Linked DNA regions of Sus scrofa: region 2 is linked to region 1. A link is a contact called in public promoter capture Hi-C data. All regions are on one chromosome and are shown on one strand. Each heading gives the region's core, a stretch centred on a gene start, on an enhancer-like site or on the middle of the called end of the contact. The rest is flanking DNA. Distances are from core to core; before and after follow the strand shown. Region 1 holds the start of HHIP (hedgehog-interacting protein). Region 2 holds the start of GYPA (glycophorin-A).

The links. Promoter capture Hi-C pulls out the DNA fragments that hold promoters and counts their contacts.
Region 2: a contact with region 1 is called in a promoter capture Hi-C map of fetal skeletal muscle, with 7 times the contacts expected there. The contact joins the promoter of GYPA here to the promoter of HHIP in region 1. A contact is called at or near these places in 2 of 5 promoter capture datasets (fetal liver and fetal skeletal muscle), 3 of 47 Hi-C or Micro-C datasets (embryonic fibroblasts and fibroblasts) and 1 of 2 datasets of contacts at active chromatin or transcription factors (alveolar macrophages).

Annotation. Positions count from the first base shown.
Region 1 is chr8:83,675,695-83,680,698 of Sscrofa11.1, reverse strand. HHIP (hedgehog-interacting protein) reads left to right here and starts at 2,331. Exons shown (of 14, transcript XM_021100665.1): 1 at 2,331-3,218. The coding sequence starts at 2,940. LOC100525237 reads right to left here and starts at 2,781. Exons shown (of 4, transcript XR_304986.3): 1 at 1,980-2,781; 2 at 1-25.
Region 2 is chr8:84,035,144-84,040,147 of Sscrofa11.1, reverse strand. It overlaps GYPA (glycophorin-A), which reads right to left and starts at 2,574. Exons shown (of 6, transcript XM_005656526.3): 1 at 2,282-2,574. The coding sequence starts at 2,318.

The sequences.
Region 1 (5,004 bases), core at 1,082-3,581:
TCTAGATGGGCTTTGCAATTTCCCTCTACAAAAAAACAAACAAACAAACAAAAGACATAGAAGTTAGTTCATTTGTGTAACACTACTTGATGGCTAGTTAGAAATTCTAGAAGTAGCACCAAAAATAAATGCAGCTAACTCATCAGAGCCCCAATTTATGGACTGCCATGACTAACAGCAGATGGGATCAATTCCCATGGATCAAGAAAGAACAACTGTCTCATTTCAGTAATCATTTATAAATGCTCTATAGCTTTAACTTAGGGGCACAGGTTATAACATCTGCATAATTTTTTAAAACCAAAGTTAACTTATTTTAAGTGTCCTTAGACTTTAAGTACAAACCATAGGAAGGCCTGTTCCAAAACTAAGATGAATTCATCACTTGGGGTGTGAGCTTAAGCCACTGAAATATAATTTTTAAAGGATTTTTATTTTGGGAAAACAACATAAAACTGGCATTTGGGAATAAAGTCTTAGATAGTGGAAAGCAACCTAGTTTGAGGCCCTGGTTTTTAAACTACCTAATTAGATGAGATTGTGCAAGTGATTTAATCTTGATGGGATTCGTTTCCAGATTTGTTTATTAAACGAGAGTTTAAAGTCTTAAAGTCTTTATAGCTCTATGATTTATTTTATATTAAAAGTCTTCAAAGCAGGAAGAATGTCAGATACAGCAGTCTGTGGGATCAGAAGCAGCATTTGCAATCACAGGCATACAACAGCCCCTGAGAGAAAAATGTTAAGTACATCATCTGGGCCCTACACTGAGCTCAAGACTGGACTAAATATTCCCAGCACATCCTTTTTCAGTTACTCTAATCTGTCACCTCTTTTGGGAAAAACCTAGCTCCTCTAGTAAATCCGGGTCCAGGAAGTGAAAGGCATAGAAGTCTTATCCAGCCACTGCGACCACTTTAACAATAATTGGTTTAATCAGCTATCCACCCCCGCAGTCCCCAACCTTCCCATTAGCTAGGCAAAATCTGTGTCTAAGAAGTGAAGCAAATCCAAATATGGTGAAGGTTCCTCCACTGGCAAAAAGAGGAAACTGCCTTATCTCCTCAAAACCCATATCCCAGAAAATTAGCTCCCCTATTAACTACTCAAGGGGGCAGAAAGCACGTTTTGGGATGCAACCCTGTAGAGACTCCTCCTGAGGCCAATTTTCAGGGATTCAGTAAAGGTCAAGTCACTATGCTGGATAACGCACAGATCACTTTAGAAACACTTTCTTTAGGCAGACTTTGTCTAGCTGGAGGAAAAGGTTAACTTATTTAGATACATGGGCTACACAGCGCATCCCACTTCTCGCCGCCCGCAAATCTACCACTAATTCTTCCTCCCGAGCTGACGCCTGTGTTTACATCCCTGAGGAAATCTTCCCAGAAATTTTTTCTCTCCCCTATTTAAAATGTACGGTGATTCCAAGGCCAGCTTCTTCTCTGCTCCTCCACCTGGGGTAGGGGAACCTGCGTGCTGGGGGAAGCGCCAGCGGGGCCCGGCTGAGTTCCAGGGCACAGGTGCGACCTTTGAAAGGAGCGTCCGGGGCCAGCCCGCCCAGGACTCAGGCGGGAGCTATCCTTCCGGGAGGTCTCCACATCCCACCCCAAGCACACGCGCCTGTGCCACTTCAGGCGCGCGCAGAACCTTTGGCAAGGATGTGGGTACATCTCCGCCCAAGCTTCAAACCATCTTAGCATTCTCAATGCTTTGCAGCACCTGGGCTGTCCCCCGGCTTCTGAATCAGAGTCCCAGGGAGATTTTTACCGGATCAAGCTTCACACTGGAAATCACCGCGGGAAGGGGGGAGTCGTCACGGGTCAGGGGCGGGAAAGGGGCCGGAAAGTTCCCTCCCGCCAACTCCAGCCCACCCGGTTTATCCTCCCTCCCGGGCGAGGGGCGGGCCGGGGCCCGGGTAGGGGAGGCCCTGGAAGGGTTCCCTCCCTTCTCACCTCCCGCAGCCCTCTCTTACTCACTTTCTTTTGGAGCCTCAGCTCGGCCGCCTCACGCCTGGGGTCGTGCGGAGGGGCCGCGGGAGGAGAGAGGACGGGCGGGGAACCTCCGGGCGGCGCCCCAGTCCCGGGCGGGCGGGCCGGGGCACCAAGGCGGTGCACGCCCCCACCCGGGCGGTACGGCCAGGCGGGCGCGCTGGGTTCCGCGCCCTCGAGGCTGGCTCCGAGGGCTCCGCCGGGCCCTCCCCCTCTGCCCGCCACCGCGGCCCGTGGCCCCTCCCCGCCGCACTCCCGAGGCCCGCGGGGCCCAGGGACGCGCTCGCGCCGGGGCCGCCCCCGCCCCTCCCCCTGCCCGGGCGGGGGCGCGCGAGAAGCGGTGACGTCAAGGGGCGCGCGGTGGCAGCACCTCCCCGCGCGCTAGTTAAAAAGAAGAAGAAAAGAGGGAACGAAACATGAGAGGCTGTGTGAAAAGCTACAGCCGCCGGCAGAGGAGACCTCAGCATCATCTAGAGCCCAGCGCTGGCCCTGCCTCCGCCTGCCCCGCCGCCACCGTCGCCGTTTCTGTTCCTGCTACTGTGTCACCTAAACAACTCCCGTTACACCGACAAGTGAACCTCTGTGACCGTCTTCTCCTCCTCTTCTTCCTCCTCCTCTTCCAACTTCTTCTCCTCCTCCCACTTCCCAGGCGCAGAAGAAAGCCCCCCACCCAACTGACACTGGCACAACCGCAAACGGTGTCAACCGCACAACTTTATCTCGTTCCTCGGGCTCCGCCAAGGTATTGGGCCCATCGCCTCGTCTTTTATTTTTTTGCAAAGTTGCATCGCTCTACATCTTTTCGCCCCCGCCACCTCTCTCTGCCTCTTAAGCGTCCTGCCGCCCCTCAGCCTCCTCCTGGAGCTGCGCCCTAGTGCCCCTGCTGGGCAGTGGCGTCCCCCCCACCCCCATCCTCCCGCGCCCAGCCCCTGCCGCGCGGGGCAGACGATGCTGAAGATGCTCTCCTTTAAGCTGCTGCTGCTGGCCGTGGCTCTGGGTTTCTTTGAAGGAGATGCTAAGTTTGGGGAAAGAAGCGAAGGGAGCGGAGCGAGGAGGAGAAGGTGCCTGAATGGGAACCCCCCGAAGCGCCTGAAAAGGAGGGATAGGCGGATGATGTCCCAGCTGGAGCTGCTGAGTGGGGGAGAGATGCTCTGCGGTGGCTTCTACCCTCGGCTGTCCTGCTGCCTGCGGAGTGACAGCCCGGGGCTGGGACGCCTGGATAGCAAGGTAGGCACGCACCCGCCTCACAGCTGCGAGAATGGCATTCTGGCTGGGTGGGATTCCGTGTGGTTCTGGCAATGCTGGTGGCTGGAAGAGGGGTGGAACTTGCTTGGTGAGTTCTTTTTGATAACTTTTCTAAAGCGCTAGCCTGATTCATTTGTGTGTTCCTCTGGGGTGCGCATATACCTCTCCCGCCCCCAAGAGTCCGAGGTCGGGATGCAGTGCAAAACTGCCTTTCTCAGGGAAGAGACTTCTGTGGTACCCGCATTCTAGCTGGGTAAATATCTTAAAAGAATCGCGATTAACAGTGTCTTCTGGATCGAATCCGGCATTGGCTGCGGCGAAACTGTAAATTAAGGTGGCTGTGGTTTCCGGTTTATTTTGCTAGGGTAAAAAGATTTGTGCAGTTTTCTCCACGTGCTCGGTTAGGGAGAGGATTGAATCGTAAAGGATGTTAAAGCACGGTTAGTTTATGATCCTCAGCCCCGTCAGAATGGGGCGGGGGGGGAGGGTCTTGCATTACAATAGTTAAACAGCAGAAAGGAACTCCTGGTGTTCCAGTTAAGAACCCCAAAATGGGAGAAAGATTTTGCCGGGGCGTGTTTATCATATAAGCCCGCGGCGATTCTCCGTCTGTTTGTCATGTTTTATAACATTATAAATTCGGGCTTCCAATGGTAGGTGGTTGTTTGGGAAGATCTTCTCTAGACATTTGTTTCAGGATTAATGGCATTTAACATTTTCCCGGTATTAATAAGTTTAAACAAATAAGAAAATTGTGCCGGTTGGGTGTAAAGACATGCTTATCTTTGAGTTTGCACCATCTTTCTTGTCTTGGGATGCAGTCATGTGTGCCCTGTACTGTACTCCAAGGAGAGACGGGGCATCACGTCATTAACACTCCCTGCGTGTGAAATAAACAATCAGGTGTTTTTACTCCCCCTCACCCTTTCCCCATTTTAGGTTTAATTAAGAATTCTTCTGTTACAACACTGCAGTTGTCAAGGTCTGAGAGACTCTTGGAAAACTTGTGCTCCAGTCTTGCTGGCCCAGGCATTAAAAAAAAAAAAAAAAAATACCCAGGCTGAATCTAATTTTTATGCTCAGTTCACGGTAGATTTCACTCTATTCTCATGTAAACAGCTCTTACGAATCAACATATGTGTCTGGGTGGTATCTCTCACTTTGTTTTGTAACAAAAAGCCATATTGCATCATTTAATTTGCTCAAGTCATGCAAATAGGAAAAAATCAATAGGACAAAAAGGGGTCGACTTATCCTCCTCCCCACTAAACTGCTGCCCACACACAGAGTCCTGTTGCTTATGGCAAAAGAATAACAACAACACCATTGTGTTTGTTAGTTGGTTCACTAATGGGTGAAACTAGAGAACATCATTCTCTTTCAGTCCCCAGCTCTGTCCAAATGTTCATGCCTTTTGAGGCAGCATTTGTCCAACTCCCTCTGTTCCCAGCTGAGTGAGAACTGTCTTGCTGCAGGTTTTCAGCTGTAACTCTCTCTTTATTCTTACCATATGCAGCAGTAGTCTGAGATTCAGGGAACAGATATTCCAGCATTTTATTCAAAACAATGTCATTAAGCTCCTGTGTTGTAATTGAATTAAAGTACAAAATCGCTACATTCCTGTCAGCTCCAGGGTTTTTTAACCAGGAGCCGGACAGAACCGGGAAATTCAGAGAAAGGTTTAGAAATATTTGCCATTAAGCTTCCCCATGTGCAATATGCACTATGAATACACCAACGATCTGCAGACCCCTGCATTACTGAACTC
Region 2 (5,004 bases), core at 1,325-3,824, 360 kb before region 1:
CAGGATCTGAGCCACATCTGCGACCTACACCACAGCTCAGGGCAATGCCAGATCCTTAACCCACTCAGTGAGGCCAGGCATCGAACCCACAACCCCATGGTTCCTAGTTGGATTTGTTTCCGCTGCACCACGATGGGAACTGCCCACTGTCTCTTCTTACCTTAATCATTTACTGTTCTGTCGAGTGCCTGGGTTCCCTCCCAGAGGCTGCCCCGCCCGCCCTGAACCATCAATCCCCTGGGCAGCTGCTCTGTCTCACTGTGTGGCCTTGCTGTTGGGCACCTGACACCAAGTGCACAACTGAGTGACTGACCTCAGGGATTGGGACCCAGATCATTTCGAAAAAACGCACTCTCTATTTGGAGGATGACACCCGAAACACTTTTAGAAATATTGGCTTTAGCTTTAGGATTACGAGAGAAAGCAAATGCTCTCTCTGTCTTTCTTTTCCTTTCCAGAATCAAGGATGTTGAACTTGCCTCACTCACACTTTTCAGGTTCTCCACTTCAACTGGTGGGTAAGGGGGGAAAATCTTTTCCCACATCTTTCTTCTCTTTCTGGTCTTTTTTCTTTTCTTTCCCACATCTTGTCTTTCTTTGTCTACAAAGGAGTCCCATCCAGAGCGTTCCTTTCATGGCATCCAGGAGACGCAAAAATGTGCTGACTGCTTTTGGTGTTGGTCACCTGGCCTTGCTGACCTCATGAAGTCTCCTTAAAGGTCGTGGGCCGCTAGCTACTTGAGCACTTGTAGCAGGAACTGATTTCCTCTCCAGGAATTCTTTCCAAATCCTGTGCCCCTCCCTGCTCCCAGTGGCTAATGGGTCTCATTCCATTGACTCGCCACACCTTGCCCTCTGGAGCCACATAAGAACACCCCTTGTCCCTTCAGTGTCAGAGCTCTACACATATTTAGATATGTTTAAATATTACGCCACATTCCTTCCAGGTGTTTTCCCTTCTCCCAACTGAATGTTTTCATCCTTGGCCACTTACAAAAGATGAGAGAGAGCCCCTTAGTCTTCTAGTGTCTTCTTCGTCATCTGTTTTCCTGTAACTTTCCCATTTTCCCTCCCTTCTCAGAAATCGCCATCCCATACCCAGGTTCGTTTCCTCGTTTATCATCATTATCACAGCTAAATACTTATTTATGATTTTCCTGTGTGCCAGGCCCCAGAGTGAGGACATTACAGCCATTGCTTTGTTTCATCCTTACGCGATTCCTGGCAGGCAGGTAGCAACACTGCCTTCCACAGACGGAGACACTGAGGCAAAGAGCCAGTAAGGCACTTGCTTTCATGGTCCCCAGGCTTTCCGATGTGGAGCCAGATTTGAACCTCGTTCTGTCTGTCTTTGATGTCTGTGCTTGAACCCTCACCCTCTTTCACCCCTTCGTGTATCTTAGAAAATGCTCCATTCCCTTCCCCATCTCATACAGAACGGCCAGGAAATCCTTGAAACGTGCTCTAGCTTGAGTTAGAGTCACATCTGAGGGGCTCAACACATTTCGAGTAATTGCCTGCTCCTTATCTCTGTGCTGGGCCCTAGAATTTCTGACACATAAACACTGCCTCTGAGAAGATGTGAACCATAACGCTCTCAGGAAAAGGCCAGAAATAATGTTAACTGGATACCACTTCATAATACGCATGTGTTATATCTTTATTTTAATGAATTGATTTTGAGTTCTTCCAAACCACATAACACCTAAGCCAATAAGAATTGGTTTTGTTTGTTTGTTTGTTTGTTTGTTTTCCTGCCTCATCCCTCAGTAATAGACCACAAAGTGAGAAACAACTCCCTCATGGATTCAGAGCTCATGCTTGCAGCTTGGACTGACTTTTGGCAAGAGAAAGAGGAAATTACAATTTTTCGGAAAACTCTTTGAAAACTGGGGGCCATATATCCACCATCACCTTCATGAATGATTCCTCAATTTAGACGTTAATCTCATGAAAACAGCAATAAAGCAGCCCAGGCCTTCACACAGAAATGTTTCTCATAGTAGCTCATAGTAGTTAATAAAGTTCTTTTCTTGCTAACTGGGCTGAGAATTGCTGAGATGGGAAATCATAATCTAGCCACAGTTCCTGGGCCCCTGGGGCCATTTCATCTGCCTTACCAGACAAATCCCAATCCCAGTCCCCCCACCAGACTGGGATCCGTGATACCACTCCTTCATTTGTGCCCCTAAGTACACTAGGACGAAGGGGACAGTTAATCTTTTGATCTATAATCCTATATCCCCTATATCAGCATCGGACTGAAAAAAATTCCACTCACCTGCCAAGAGTAATACAAAGATCATTTTCCCGTGCATCCTGAGATCATGAGCTGGCTGGCCAAGGTCAGTGCAAGAAAATTGCCAGAGACACCTGAAGTGTCGTCTGTGGCCTCAGCCTCCGTGCTCTTATCTTTCAGACCCACCCTCTCTGGCACCAGAAGATAGGCCGGGTGGCATTTTTAAACTGTGCAAAGTTGTGAACAGCGTGTCCATATAGATATGGGGCTATCTCCTTACCCAGGATTATGAATGTATTTAGCCAGCTCTTCCCTCACTCCAGGGAACTGGTGGCTGCGTGTGAAATATCCCAGCATGAACTCGGTGGGCGTGGCAAGGTAGGAGCAGCAGGAGCTGCCTGATTGGACAAACCAGAGACAAGAGACAGACTGCAAGGGCCTGAGACAGACTGCAAGGGCCTGAGCCAGGCGCTGGTCGCTTTCGCTTTGGGGAGCAGGGCGCCTCCTCCTTTTTAAGGCGGAGACCCTGTGGGCCAGGGTGGAAGTGACTTCTTAAGCGAGAATTGAGTGTCTTTGAGAATGGTGATTCCCACTGGCGTGCTCTGAGGTTTCAAATAACTCCAACTCAAGGCAGGTCATACAGCCATGTAAGAATACAGGCGACGCAAGAAGTTGTTTAATTTTTTTACTTTATTCCCCCCACCCCATGACTTCCTATTTTTAAGGGGAGAACAGTTAGCATTAGCTTTAAAAATGCTACTTCCCTTTGAAAACAGGTGAATAAATTAGGTATTCTCCTCACAAGGGACTATTAGTTAGCTATTAAAATCATGTTTTCAAAAGTAGTTGGTATGGAGACTGGGGATAAAATAGGTAAGTGGAAAAAAACAGGCTCAAAAACTGTGTGGACAAACATCAAAATCCCGTTCGATTCTTTTTTCCTCTGTTATGTCCCGTCTGCCTGGGACATGCTCATTCTCCCCTTACAGGCCCTACTTCTGTTCTGCTTAGGAGCTCAATTTAATACTGCTTCCTCCAGGAAGTTGGCCCTGCTTTCCTACATCTGCATCAGGGGTCCCTGCTCTGTGCTCATACCAGTTCCTCCCTGTGTCTAGGACATCATAGTGCATTGCAATGATTTTTGTGTCCCCAGCAGACTCTAAGCTTATGCAGGCAGGCCCTGCCTAGGGCTATCTTACTTACCACCGAGTGTTAGGAGTAGAGTTGACAGTAAATATTTGTTAAATTAATAAATCACAAATGAATATTGCAGAGGAAAGCAACTTCTCTCTTGGTGAAAAGAAGCTGCGCTTTACTATCATCGTTCTTACTGTCTTCTTGTTAGGGTCACACCTGTGCTATATGGAAGTTCCCAGGCTAGGGGTCGAATCAGAGCTGCAGCTGCTGGCCTACACCACAGCCACAGCCCCAGCAATGGCAGATCCAGGACGCGTCTGCAGATATGTTGCCACTCCGTGACCTCATTAAAGACAGACAAAACCTGTAAGGCTCTCAGTGTAGAAACAGGTCAGACCCAGCATGAGGCACCGGCTGTGTGAAAGCAGAACTGTATGGTGCCCTCTAGTGGTGGGTCCACACAATGGAAGGAAAAATGTGAAACCTGGGGGAGAAACAAACAGCGCAGGACATGAAGTTATACTTTTCCCTTTCAGGCACTTCCCCAGTCATGCTTGCATTCTGACTGAAACGCATGTTCAGGAACACCATAACATCCCACCAGGGAGACATATCATTGCAAATGTGTCAGATAAAGCTAGGCATCTTTTGAGAATTTTGAGTTTACACCTTCAAATGTGGAAACCTCATCCCACTTCTTGGTACTATGTGTCCTGGGACTATTTTTTCCTTATTGTCATTAGTCAAGGAGAAGAGTGAATTACCATGTTGCAAACTAGGACAGCCAACTTGGATCTCTCATCCCAGGTCCACCTTTTTTCTGGGGAAGGAATCATTACTTTGTGTCAATGACTTACATCTCAACTCTTTCAGAGCCATCTTCACCCCTGAAGATGGTTGCAGGAGAGTCGGATCTGCCTGTGGAGAAATAGGCTTTTTATGTCTTGTCTGGAGGCGTAGGAGTGTTGAGACACAGTGCTTGTGGTCTTGGCCCCCTTGGGATCTTGTCACCTTGGGCATCTCCAGCCTGCTTTGCCAGGATGGTTTCATTTCTTTCCTTGACCTTCTTTTGTTACCTCGCTCTTTCAAAACTGAAATAAAAGAAAGCCCACTCTAGGCAAATCTGACACTGCAGAGAACCCTGTTAGAGAGGCAGAGCAGATATTATCATTCTTATATATGAGAAAGCTTAGCGGTGAATAGGAAATTGCCCATGTATTCCTTGATTTGATTTGACCCTAAGAGTTTTTTTTTTTTTTAAAAATATATTGCTTTAGGTTGCCAATATTTAAAAGGAGGTATGTTTTATTTGATTTATTTATTTTCTTTTTCACAGCCACCCTCGCAGCCTGTGGAAGTTCCAGGCTAAGGGTAGAATCAGAGCTACAGCTGCCGGCCTGCACCATAGCCACAGAAACACTGGATCCGAGCTGCTTCTGCGAGCTTCACTGCAGCTTTTCGTAATTCTGGATCTTTATCCCACGGAGTGAGGCCAGGAATTGAACCTGCTGCCTCATGGATACTAGTCGGATCCTTAACCCACTCAGCCACGATGGGAACAAAGGAGGGTATATTTTAATTAAACATCGTGAGGGGGGTTAATTAAAAATCTGGCCCCTCTGAAAGCA